2 separate regions of the Sus scrofa genome follow, and region 2 is linked to region 1. Evidence: chromatin contacts called from public HiChIP or PLAC-seq data. All regions are on one chromosome and are shown on one strand. The core of a region is the stretch at or near the end of the contact, and the rest is flanking DNA. Distances in the headings are between cores, read along the strand shown. Region 1 has its middle 22 kb from the start of TMEM212. Region 2 overlaps FNDC3B (fibronectin type III domain-containing protein 3B).

What was found. HiChIP or PLAC-seq counts read pairs in DNA pulled down with a chosen protein or histone mark.
Region 2: an H3K27ac HiChIP or PLAC-seq map of alveolar macrophages shows a contact between it and region 1. The contact joins two enhancer-like sites. A contact is called at or near these places in 1 of 47 Hi-C or Micro-C datasets (embryonic fibroblasts) and 1 of 2 datasets of contacts at active chromatin or transcription factors (alveolar macrophages).

The regions. Positions count from the first base shown.
Region 1 is chr13:110,434,759-110,438,318 of Sscrofa11.1, forward strand. No RefSeq gene overlaps it. Among named protein-coding and RNA genes, the nearest start is that of TMEM212, 22 kb to the left of the region's middle. Within about 2 kb of position 2,148, at least 10 of the 83 cell types and tissues checked have an H3K27ac peak or open chromatin away from gene starts, as enhancers often do. A contact at or near this core is called in alveolar macrophages and embryonic fibroblasts, where this site is marked.
Region 2 is chr13:110,727,227-110,730,863 of Sscrofa11.1, forward strand. All of the region lies in intron 3 of FNDC3B (fibronectin type III domain-containing protein 3B), which reads left to right. Among named protein-coding and RNA genes, the nearest start is that of FNDC3B, 140 kb to the left of the region's middle. Within about 2 kb of position 2,090, at least 38 of the 83 cell types and tissues checked have an H3K27ac peak or open chromatin away from gene starts, as enhancers often do. A contact at or near this core is called in alveolar macrophages and embryonic fibroblasts, where this site is marked.

The DNA of each region.
Region 1 (3,560 bases), core at 898-3,397:
TCAAATGTTGCTCCAAGATCAGCAGCATCAGCATCAGCTGGGAACTTGTAAGAACCAAGACTCTGGGATTGGGTCCCCATCTCCCATCAGTTTTAGGAAACCATCGGCCATGTGCTCCTGATGCCCAGTTTGAGAAGCACGGGTGTAGAGTAGCAGAAAGTGGGTGCAACTTTGGAATGAAAAGTACCTGGATTCAGATCCTGGCCCTCTGTCATTTTAGGCAATAGCCTCCATTTCAAATGGAGGTGATAGGTGCAGCTAATGCTTGGACTCACTGAGAGAATTCAATGATACATATGGGTAAGCACACAGAGGGAAATCTAAGGCACCCTAAGCACTCAAAATTAGTGTCTAGTGATATTGATTCATTCTACACATTTATTAGATACCTTTGAATATGAGTCTACATAAAGTCCATTATTTTGAAAGTACAGAAAATTTTAGACATAACATCTTAGACATAACAGTGTTAAATAACTTCATTTTACAAATGAAAAGCATAACATTCAGAGAGGCTAAGCGACATGTTGAAGGACACATGGCTCCTTCAGCAATTGCTGGTGTCTGGAAGCCCTTTAGGTGCCTCCCAGTGTTCAGCTCTTCAATCGGCACACATTTATCTGTCACTTAATGCAACAATAAAATATCTATTCCTGGGCCTGATGATTATACAAGGAGGGACTTCAAATTTATCAACGAACTGTCTGAATTAATTTAGTACTAATTGAATATTCCCAGCCAGATCTAGGCACTGTAGCTATTTATTTACTTATATTTTGCTTTCTTATTTATATCCTATTCTGTTCTGAAAGGATTTAAGATCACTCCAGAGCATTTTATCAACAGTTGGAGTTCCAGCCCCTGTAACTCTAAATGTTAGACCAGTAAACCTCCAATAGTTGCTTGAACTTTTGCAAGAGGTTCTCAGCAAACGGTACACAATTCTGAGGATCCAAAACAGATGTATAAGAGAAATAGATCAATACTAAGTGCTTTGGGTTAACTGGAATCCGAGGTATAACCTGTTAATCTGATATCAAGACACATGTGGGTTATTTCTTGCTCTCGCATTGACAAAGAGATGGGTAGACATGATGTTATGCCCTTGCCTGGGAAAACTAAATACTCACTGTCACATAACCCCCAAAAGTCTGCTTTACAGATTGGAAATAATGAGGCACCTTTACTTTAAACAGCCTGTTTCCAGTTTTGTAGGGCTGTTGATATTACTGGCCTAGTGACAGATGCCAAGGCGGGAAAATAGGCTCAGTTACTTCTGACTCTTTGAATGTGGACACATCAGCTTGTGGGAAGGAAACTATTTAAAATGGGGCTTAGGGAAAGAAAAAAAAAATCCCCTTTCCCCATATGAGATTCTTCCACAGTGTTGTCATGCAATCTTGAAAACCTCCATACAGCAGATCACTCTCATTGGATATATGCAAATTTTCTGGGACCCAGTGGTTTCCTGCCAGGGAAAAACTTATAATAACAGAGCAAGAATGCAATCTGAGCCCTTGTTCTCTGAAACCCCTGAAAGAACAGAGTCGTTCTTGACAGCGCAATTTCAGCCCTTGACATTCCAGGAAATAGCTTAATAATGTCATTTAGGCTGGGGTTGTAACCAGTCCTAAGATATAGGGACACAAATGCTGTATGTAAAATCTTAAATATCAAGGACCATTGCGCATTTTCACACAGAGTTTAACAGTGAAGACCACCACCACAAAACAAAAACTGAGCAAGGTTTCCTAATTAAATTTTAACATTGTCACCACTAATTAAATCCCATATAGGAAAAGGAAAGTTTTCTGCCAAGAAATAATACAGACATATCCTGAAGACTATTTCCTTTCCATTTACTTTCCTAAATACTGTGCCCATGCCATATTCAGAATATGACACCCAAACAAAACTCTATGTTAATCATTAATATATATGAAGAAGCTACCCCCACCCTGGAGTCTTAGAAGCCTAAATGAGACACATTGGCCTTTACAGTCAATGTGTTTCATTTTTTCTGGGTGCAGTACCAAAAAAGGGTACAAGATTCAGGTTAAAAGTCAGGAAATGGATCAGGGCCCCACGCTATGACATCATTTTCTTGCAATGCAATGAAGCAATGACATTTCCTGCAGGAAAAATGATTAGAGCTGACAAGCAGCCTTAGTTAGCTGCAGTGTTTGCAGTGGAAGGTGTCAGGCCTGCCTTGCTCCAATTCCTGCCACCCTCCCTCCTCTTCCTTGGCTGGGGCTTCCCAGAGTTCAGGGACAGAGAGACCCAGGCTACTTCCATTTAGTGATCCTTATGTATTTAAAATAAAAATTTGCTGAAATGTCATTACGAAAATTGTGGAATTTTTTAGTTGGTAGAGCATTAACTAATTTAGACCCAAAGATATAATGTTTCCACTTACAAAAGGATTTCCAGATTTATTTTTCAAGCTGACATATAGGCAGAGCCTCCAGGGGTGATTGTGCAGATTGGCCAAAGGCAGAGAGTGGATTCAAAACTGGCTCACTCTCTGATGGCCAAACCTTGCTTACTGTTGCAGGGTTAGATCTGTCTTTTCTGGATTCACACAAAAGCCTCACAACCTGTGATAGATGGTCTTGGAATGGAACACAGTTGGAAGCTGAATGATGAACCAGTCTTCTGCTTTAAATCCTGGGTGTCTCTGTAACTGTAGGCATAATGTCTTCAGGGCGTCTCTAGAAGTGTGAATTTGAGGATATACCTACATGTAAAGTTCTGGGCCAAATCTGCCTCCTGGCAGGGTCACCCCAGCTCATAAGGGGCCCTTTTGGAATTTAGGGACAGGTGCTTTCAGTGAGCCAACACAGATGGTAAGAGGCACCTGGCTTGGCTAGTAAGTGTCTGGGGAAACGTTTCAGCCTGGCCAGGTGCTCTGTATGCAATCTACGTAACTATAGTGGGCCTATTGCTCCCTATGTGGTAGACCTCGTCCTGGACTCAACATATAGAAAGAACTGCTCCAGTCCTTAAGACCATTTTTTTTGGCGGGGGGGGGCTTTTTAGGGCTGAACCCACAGCATGTGAAGGTTCCCAGGCTAGAGGTCCATGCAGAGCTGTAGCTGCTGGCCTATGCCACAGCCATAGCAATGCAAGATCTGAGCCGTGTCTGTGACCTACACCACGGCTCACGGCAGCTCTGGATCCTTAACCCACTGAGTGAGGCCAGGAATCAAACCTGCATCCTCATGGATGCTAGACATGTTTGTTAACCACTGAGTCACAACGAGAACTCCCCTTAAGACCAATTTTGAGACCTGAATCAAGGCAAGAATTATTATTACTTTTTTGTCTTTTTTTTTTTCTTTTTGTCTTTTTAGAGCCATGGATGAGGTATATGGAGGTTCCCAGGCTAGGGATCTAATGCGAGTTGTAGCTGCCAGCCTACACCACAGCCACAGCAACTCAGGATCCAAACTGCATCTGTGGTCTACACCACAGCTCACAGCAATGCCAGATCTTTAACCCACTGAGTGAGACTAGGGATGGAACACACAATCCATGGTTCCTAGTCAGATTCATTTCCA
Region 2 (3,637 bases), core at 840-3,339, 290 kb after region 1:
CAATTTCAGCTCCCTCACACAGTGGGTAAGCTTTAGTATTTCTGATGTTCATACTTCTGCCTTGTGATTAAATATGAATACCATAAATATTCGAATTTGACTAGAAAATTGATTTGTCTTTGGAATGTCTAGTTTTAAAAAAGTTTACTGTACATTTGCTATTCAATAGAGGCCAGTGGACTGTGGAATCTCATAAAAAATAGCAGTTGTGATCAGGGTTAATGTAGGATGTAAGCTTGCAGAAAGTACTTTGAGGCAATTAAAACAGCTCTATTCAAACAACATTCATCCCATAGATACAGGGGGATAGCATGAACTGAAACTCCTGGGTTTTTATGCTGCCTCCTCCCTGCTAACCACATACATACACACATTCCTCAGCTGTAAAGGTTTACCCAGGTGATTTCATCTCCTTGGCCTAACTTTCCTCACCAGTCTGATGAGAAGAGTTAGTGGATGCTTTTACGTTCCACAGTCATCAACTGAAGTTTGTGGTGGCCCCAGCTAACCCCCATTCTGACCTAGTGACTCACGGAGACATTTTTCTTCTTCCTCCTCTCTTCACATTTACACGTTTTGATTGCATTATTGCTTGTACTTAGTGGGGCCGTAGGCAAAGCATGTCATCCTCTGAAGCACATAGAAGTGCGTGTGGACAGGCATGTTGCCCCTGGTTCTGGCCATGCCTCTGCCATCCATTCAGCTGGATGGTGTTTCTGCAAAGTGGACCATGACTCTCCTGGGGGTTTGGTAGAGCAGACTCCTGGCCCTCTTGCAGATCTATTGAGGAGGAATCTCTGGAAGTAAGGCTCTAGACTCTGTATTTTAAGAAGCCTCCAAAGTGATCTTTGGGCTCACTACAAATTGGTAGCCTGAGTGATTTAGTTCTAAGTAGGTATTACAGTCTTTCGATATATCCCATGGTTCTCTGAAGACAGGGTCCGTGCTGTACGTGTACGTGTGTGTATGAATAAAACTTCTCAGAATAAGTTGTGGTCATCTGGTTTGTCTCTTCATGTAACAAATATTTGCATGCTTATTGTATACAAAACCTTGTGTTAGTTGCTGTGGGAATAGAGGCAGAACAGATCTCAGTGACTGATGAGTTACGAGGGACATGGTTTATGGCTGGGTTTATAGCGGGGTGTGGGAATCTCGATGTGCCATTAAGAGAAAAGGGAACACAGGCAGAGTGGGCAGCAGCTTTGGGAGAGGAGATGCCTGTGTAAATGGGAGTCTTTAGAGTGATGATGAAATAAGCCTGAATTTCCACAACTAGTTATGAAACTGGTACCCCTTAAAGATTCATAGTATTGTAGACTATGGGGGAAGGGGAGTCTTTTAGATGCTGTTTCAGTCTCTTCAGAAGCAGGAAAAACTGGTATCATTTGGAGGCTATCTGGTTTAGGTCAGAGGAAAAATATAATGAGGGAAGCCATTATGTTTAAAGATGACCTTTCCTCTCAGACTTGAGAGAGGCTGGTGTTCTTAATAACCTCTAATTGATTTTGAATCTCTAACAGAATGACCCCTAGAAATAAAATTTGAAGTGATGTAGGCATGCTAAGTAGATATGTTCATTTAGTATTTTTAAAACATGCCTTTAGAGCTTGCTCTCCATGGTCAAGGAAAGTGTTGGCATGTCATCTTTAAAGTGCGCCACCAGGCTCCCCTCTTCCTCCTTGGCTAAGGGAGGGGGGCACAGACTGCTGTTCTCACCCACTGAGTGCATTTCCACAGGTAGCCTCATGGTGTTTCCCCAGACTGCTTAATAAATGAAAGTCAACTGTTACTGCTTTTTCCTTACTTTGGCCTGAAGATGATGCAGGGTGGCCTGTTGAGTTTCAGAGGGTCTTAGAATTCTAACCAGAAGTAGTATTAAGTGTGTGTGCCCTTCTCAACAGCAGTGGCCTCAGCACTGAGTTGTTTTTGCAGTTGTGGCTGTGACTTCCCTTCGTTCCCCCAGAATCGGTATGGTACACTGGGAGAAATCCTTTGCCAACAGGACCGGAAGTGACAAGTGAAGGTTGGGCTCAGTGGAGGAGAACAATTCAAGGAGCTGGTGTAGTCACAGGAAGGACAGAGTCAGGAAGAAGCATGAGTCAGCCTGGTGGTTGTCCGTGGTCTTCTCACACCAGCCGCAGCAGATCTGGGGACAAAGATTGAGTCAGAGCTGCCTGGCCGGAGGTCTGGGCAGCGCAGTGGATGTGATATGCCAGACACCAAGAGAACTTCCTGAGGCTTAGAGCTTTCTGGGCTCTTCTTGTTGTGTGGGAACCTATGATGAGCACCATGCTTTTTGCCTCATCCCCTATCCTGAGCCTCAGCCCTGGCAGAGCCCTGGAGGCAGTACTGGGTACATTTTTGCCAGTGGTGCTTTCAGAATAAGTGGTCAGGGTGTGATTTGCATTTGGCATTATCAGCAGTGCTACACCCAAATGCAAATGCTAAGAACCTGTTAAGGACAGAGGACTCTAATATGGAATCTTGAAGAAATTTCTCTACTTTGAGCATAGTATGCATGTTTTTAATGCCAGTGGAAGTAAAAACGCATTGGTAATTTGGAGTGAATTTTAAGGGTTCTTATAGTAGAATCTGTTTAATTTAGTGACAGGATGTAATGAACTTTGAGTACATGAATGAGACATAGAGATGAAGAATTTTACTTGTTTAAAAAAGGGTTAAAAAAGAACTGAGTCTTACACAAAGCTTTCTGCTCCAAAGCCCCACCCCTTTTGCCACACTAGCGGCAGAGAAATTACAGAAAGCTGATTGTGTTGTCTATTTGGCAAGTCAAAGCAAGATACAGCAAGCTAAAAAGATGACTATCCCAGATTGCTTTCACTTTCTGTGACATAAAGGTTCTAAATATAAGAAATAAGAAGCCCCTGGGCAGTTGCTCTTTGGAATTTGTGTGGACAGATCCAGGTCATCCTTGTACTTCTTTGTGCTTTTTAAGAAGTGAGACTTTCTGATTAGGGGGTCAGAATTTCTGTCTGATAGCTCTTAAGTTTGATTTGTTACAAACTTTAAATTTATAATTTCTGATAAAATAGGAAACAAAAATTGCTTTCTTGCTCTCGATTTCATTATCAGAGGTTTACATTAGTCACGTATTAAAACCTTGAATTTCTCCTCTACTTTACAAATACATTAAACAACTCTGATTTTTATTTCATTTTTGCTCTGTTATTAATGCATTTGCTTTAATTAATTATATGTCCAGTATGGTTCTTAAAGAACTTTGTCAGAATGTGTCATTTTTACTGACTTTTGGCTGTTGTTCAAATATAGTAAAGTTATTAATTGGTCTTAATGTTTGCTTTATAAGAAAATGCAATCTAGGAGTTCCCATTGTGGCTCAGCGGAAACGAATCTGACTAGGAACCATGAGGTTGCGGGTTTGATCCCTGGCCTCGCTTAGTGAAAGATCCGGCATTGCTATGAGCTGTGGTGTAGGTCACAGACGTGGCTCGGATCCCGAGTTGTTGTGGCTGTGGTTTAGTCCGGCAGCTGTAGCTCTGATTGGACCCCTAGACTGGGAACCTCCATATGCCACAGGTGTGGCCCTAAAAAGACAAAAACACCAAAAAAACATTTCTTCCAGTCTTTAGTGGCATATTATGCTTCTACTTAT